Regions from separate parts of the Oryctolagus cuniculus genome. Here region 2 is linked to region 1. Evidence: chromatin contacts called from public Micro-C data. All regions are on one chromosome and are shown on one strand. Each heading gives the region's core, a stretch centred on a gene start, on an enhancer-like site or on the middle of the called end of the contact. The rest is flanking DNA. Distances are from core to core; before and after follow the strand shown.

Region 1 (2,700 bases), core at 10-2,509:
TTTCCCGAATGTTCCCCGCCCTAACCACCCGCGTGGCCTCTCCACCAGACCTACACGAGGTAAAGGCCATGCTATCGGAGGTCAGCCAGGGCAGGGGGAGAGGGAGGGCCTCTGCTTGTCTCTCTGAGCCTGAGAGCTGGCCCAGCAGCCGTGGGCTGGACTGAGGAGCACTCCTGCCGAGGCGCAGGGGGAGGCCGCGGGAGCGCGTCCCAGTGGCTGGAGCAGGGGACACACCAGGGACACCCGCCTGGGGGTTCACACCTGCTTTCTGCGAATGCGCAGTCTCCAAGCACCGTGCCTGGCCCACAGGAGGTACCCTCCTGTCCCTTCAAGGGCAAGGACAGGGAGGCTGCACCTCCGCGGCAGGGGGTGGCATTGTGGACTGGGGGCTGCAAGGGCAAAACCTCCACGGGTGCCAGCGGGCGCCAAGGGCAGACCGCGCGCACGGCAGGGAGGGTGGAAAGCGGTGTGGATTCGTCGCCTCGGAAGCCATTCATTTCCGTTGGGCCTGGCCCGGGGTAGGCCCTTCCGGGGCGCGTCCGCCCGTGCCGCCGGGCTGTGCTCGGCAGGCCCGCCAGGGGGCGGCACTGCTCCGGGGTGCGCGGCCGGGCCCGCCCTGCGCCTTTGGCCTCCTCCTCCCCAGGCGGGCGAGACGTGCCGGAGCCGCGGGCCTCCGCGCCGTTCCCAGGCCGCGCAGACGTTAACTCATTCCTGCCTGCAGGGAAGGGGGCGGCCTGCCTCCACCTCCCTCGCCCGGGGAGGCCCGAGCGCCGGCTCTGCGCCCGGCGCCTTCCCCTCCGCCGCCCTTGGAGGCCACACGGTCCCCTCAGCGCGGCCCGGAGCGCCCGGCCGCCGCTCCCCGCGGGGCCTCCTCCGGGCTGAGGGTGGCGTGCGCGGCACGGGTCTTATCGCTGGCGCCGGGCCGGGGCGGCCGCTCCCCGCGACACCTGGGGCCCGGGAGGGATGGGCGGGCGGCGGCGGCGCGGGGGCCGGGCCAGCCTCGCCGCGGGTGGCGGGGCCTCTGCGCGCGGGGCGGCCACGTCGGCCCGCGGGCCGGGCCCGGGAGTGAGTCAGAAATCACCTTGTTTAATTACACATTGCCGAGCCCGCCGAGTGCGATAGGGGCCTTTTGAACTTGCTAATTAGAGATGAAATATCGCCTTCTAATTTGGACGGGCTTCATTCCGTCACGCAGAAATAGCAACAGCCCCGGGGCTCCGCGAGAGGGGCTCGCACGACCCATGCTGGGGGCCTAGGGGGCCGGGCCTCACAAGGTGGGGAAGGCCCAGCTCGGGTGGGTACAGCGCCGGGCCAGGAAGCAGCCAATCCGGGATTCCGGCCTGTCCCTGGCAGACCTTGGTGTTAGGACAGGGGAGTGGACCTGGGAGGCGAGGTGGGCAGGGCCAGCAATTTGCAAGGGGCCACCTCAAGTCTGTCCTGCTGGCCCGGGGAGTGGTTAGGCAGAGACTTGGACGGGCGCCGCTGCCTGGACTCCCGTTCCAGCTACAGATCCCTGTGGACGGCTCTGAGGCGGTCACTTCGCCTCTGCTGGCCCTAGCTCCACATCTGTGAAATGCGCTTGCAAATAGTAGGTGTGGTGAAGCCCACAGAGGGGCTGAAGTGTGTGGGCTGTCGCTGCTCAGTAGCCACCGTGTTGATTAGAAAGAAATGGTCCAGAGGCCATATTTTTAAAATTCTTTATTTTTTAAAAAAGATTATTTATTTGAAAGGCAGAGTGACAGAGACACAGAGAGTCAGATCTGTTTCACTCCTCAAATGGCAGCAACGGCTGAAGCCGGGCCCATCCAGAGCCAGGAGCTTCTTCTGGGTCTCCCAACTGGGTGCAAGGCCCCAAGCACTTGGGCCATCCTCTGCTGCTTTTCCAGGCCGTTGGCAGGGAGCGGGACTGGAAGTGGAGCAGCCTGGACTCGAACCTGCGTGCATATGAGATACCGGTGCCTTTATCCGCTTCGCCACGGCGCCAGCCCTGCCATATTTATTTTATTTTATTTATTTATTTTTGACAGGCAGAGTGGACAGTGAGAGAGAGAGACAGAGAGAGAGAAAGGTCTTCCTTTGCCGTTGGTTCACCCTCCAATGGCCACCGCGGCCGGCGCGCTGCAGCCAGCGCACCGCGCTGATCCGATGGCAGGAGCCAGGTACTTATCCTGGTCTCCCATGGGGTGCAGGGCCCAAGTACTTGGGCCATCCTCCACTGCACTCCCTGGCCACAGCAGAGAGCTGGCCTGGAAGAGGGGCAACTGGGACAGAATCCGGTGCCCCGACCGGGACTAGAACCCGGTGTGCCAGCGCCACAGGCGGAGGATTAGCCAAGTGAGCTGCGGCGCCGGCCGCCCTGCCATATTTCTTAAAAGCAAAAGAAAGCTCAGACCATGAACTTTTCATGTGTTTTTATTTAACCCAATATATTCAAAATATCACTTCCACGTCTGATCAGTGTAAAATCATTACTAATGAGATGTTTTATATTCCTGTCTGGTGCTGAGTCTTCACTGTGCGGTATGCATTTCACACTTCATAGCACTAACCGCATTTCAAGAGCTCAGCAGCCACAAAGGGCTGTGGATTAGACAGCGCAGGATTAGGGTGTTTGTTCTTAATCCTTTTTTTGCGGAGAACTGCGCCTCACTGAGAAACGTCAAAAGTCCCCTTGATCTGTAGCAAGGAGGGGGAAGCTGT
Region 2 (2,700 bases), core at 196-2,695, 50 kb after region 1:
AACAACAATTTGTACATTTAGAAACTTGATGTAGCAGAAGTCCCAACTTGGGATTTCTGACTATTTTACGGACTTATTGCTTTGTCTAAAAATTGAATGAGGCCATAAAAACCACGATGACACACCTGCCACGGTTTTCTCCGCCATGAGACACTACTAAGCACACACCCATGACACCTCTAGCCAATCGGTCTGAATCTCCTTGAGCAAAAAGTCCTCCCTTTAAAAATTAAAGCAGGCTGGCACGTAGGACACTTGAGAAAGCAAAGTGACAAATTTTAGCGGACGCCAAGAATCTCATGTATCCTCGTCTTCTTGCTTAGTAAGATCCTAACACATGACTCTCCAACCTGAGACAGCGAAAGAGCCAGGAAAGATTAGGGAAAGGAAAACCGAAATCAAATCACAATTACAGAAGGGGTCTGGGCATTCAAGGGCAAAGAGGGTACAAAGAGGAAAGCAACAAAGGCACACTCTCAACAGGAACACAGCACGCGGGAATACAGGGAACACACCGGCATCCGAACATCTCTATGAGTATGTGTGCAAACATGAGTATCAGGGCCTGGCACACTCTTCCCTCTACCTTTCCTCCTTCTTTTTTACCCAGTTTTAAGAGATTTTAAAACAAGGGATTTTTTTAAAGTGTCTTTTTAAAAGATACCCGACATATTCATGGAAACACTTACCGAGGAGGTTTAAGGTCAAATTTTGCTACAAAGGGACTACCCATTGCCTTTCTCCACACGCAGGAAAGAGGGGGTACATGGGAGGCACGGGCAGTGGACACCATCTGCATTTTCCAAACGCAGGGCACGGCACGCGGGCGGATGCGTGCAGTATTTATAGCCCGCTGGCATAGGCTCTGATGGGCCCCGCCGCTCCTTAGCTTACGCCTCTGGACTTCACCGGAGCCCGGAGCGCCGAGACCCCAGCTGCCAGGCCGCTGTCCCTTGGTTCGGGAGGCGGCCAAGGGCCCCCTAGAGCCACCTGGGCACGCAGCGTGACCGCCTTTCCCTCTACCGTGGGCACGGAGCCTTAGCCTCCAAGTCCGCGGCCCGGCGCTCACACGGACCGGGGGGCCAAGCGCAGCACCGCGCCCACCCGGGGAGGGGGGTGTTCTGCGCCGCGGCGTCGTCTCTAGCGGCCCCGCCACGGCGGCGGCGGCGGGGCTGGAGCGCGGGGAGCGGCCGGCGGCGCGCGCGGAGGAGAGGCCCCCTCCTCACAGCAGCCCGGCGCCCCCTTGCCGGCGGCGGCCGCTCTTCCCCGGCAGCGGGGCGCCGGGCTTCGCGGGACCTTCGGGCACTTCCGCCGCGCGCTCGGCTCCTTTCGTGTCCGGGGCGGGGCCGGCGCCGGGCGCGGGTGCGCGCGCGCGCCGCGCCGTCTCGCCGAGCCGCCCCTCCCCCAGTCCTCGCACCCCCGCCCCTCCCCCGCGAGCGAGTGTCGGCGGCAGCGGCGGCGGCGGCGGCGGCGCGGCTGCCGAGATTGGAATCCGCCCGCCGGGCTCGGCGAAGGAGGCGGGAGGAGGGAGGGCGGCCTGGAAGGCTCGGATCACACGGCCGCGCGAGGGGGCGACCGGGCCGGGGCCGCTGCACGCCGAGGGCGAGGCCGAGCCGGGCCCCCGCCGCGCCCACCCGCTCCGCGCCGAGGGCCGGAGGATGAGTTCCCCGGGGTCCGGGTGAGTTGGCTCGCGGGGAAGTGCGTGCGCGCGCCGGGGGAGGCCGCTGGCTGCGGGGAGGCCGGCGCGGGGTTCGCGCGTCGTCTCTGAGGGAGCCGGGCGCGCAGAGGCCCCGGGCGAGGGGGCGGCCGGGCCCGGCTCCCTCACGGGGTGGGGGGCCCAGCCTCGGTCGGGGAGGCCGTGGTGGTGCGCCCTGGGCCCGGGCCCGCCCGCCGGAGACCCCCCGGCGCCGCCTCCCGCCGCCCGGCCCCTCTTTTGTTCCCCCTTTCACCCCCAAGTCGCAGGCCGATCGGGGAGGCGGTGCGGGCGCAGGCGGCTCGGGCGACGCTCGTGGGATCCTTAAATGGCAAAGGCGCTCTCACCTCGCCGGCCCGGGGGCCGCGCGGTGGGCAGGGGTTGGCGCGCCGGTGCGGGCTTCGGGCCGGCCTGTGCGTGTGCGGTTCACCTGCCGCTGCGCGGCCTGCGCGGCCCGGGCCCCCGGCGCCGTCCTGGCGGGGAACTTTCTGCCCGGTGGCGGGCAGCCCTGTTCTCTTGCTCCTGACTCCCAGTGGGAAAGTCTGGCAAGAAAAAAGAAACAAAAAACAAGAAACGAGCGTGCGCCAGGGCTGTGTGTGTGTGTGTGTGTGTGAGGGTCCGGCGACCTGCGGCCGCGGAGTGCGCTCGGGGTCGGTCGCGGTGAGGTGGGCTTTCTGTTTTCCGCGGTGAGCACTCTGTGCCCAGGACTCAGCACGCACTTGGCACCTGTGCTACGTCATGCAGTCCTCACGATCACCCTGGCTGTCGTAGTCCCCCTTGGAGCACTCGGCCTGAAGTCAGCCGGGACCTGAACCCGGGAACCCGGGCTGTCTGGCGGAGCTTTAACGTAAAACGACAACAACAACAAAAACACACACAACTCAACGCCAACTTTCCGCGGACGCTGTTTTAGGTGTAGGAGCGTGGTTGGAACGGTCGCTGTCGCGTTGGCTGGCGGTGGACGCTGCTCCCTGATTGTGTGCACTTTGGGAGGAGTTAAACTTCGA

The links. Hi-C and Micro-C count contacts between places; a contact is called where the count stands out from the background.
Region 2: a Micro-C map of ear pinna shows a contact between it and region 1, with 6 times the contacts expected there. The contact joins the promoter of BMPR1A here to the enhancer-like site in region 1. A contact is called at or near these places in 2 of 6 Hi-C or Micro-C datasets (ear pinna and psoas muscle).

The regions. Positions count from the first base shown.
Region 1 is chr15:78,046,667-78,049,366 of mOryCun1.1, forward strand. All of the region lies in intron 8 of LDB3 (LIM domain binding 3), which reads left to right. Among named protein-coding and RNA genes, the nearest start is that of LDB3, 39 kb to the left of the region's middle. Within about 2 kb of position 1,260, at least 5 of the 8 cell types and tissues checked have an H3K27ac peak or open chromatin away from gene starts, as enhancers often do. A contact at or near this core is called in ear pinna, where this site is marked.
Region 2 is chr15:78,096,280-78,098,979 of mOryCun1.1, forward strand. It overlaps BMPR1A (bone morphogenetic protein receptor type 1A), which reads left to right and starts at 1,446. Exons shown (of 14, transcript XM_070057996.1): 1 at 1,446-1,678.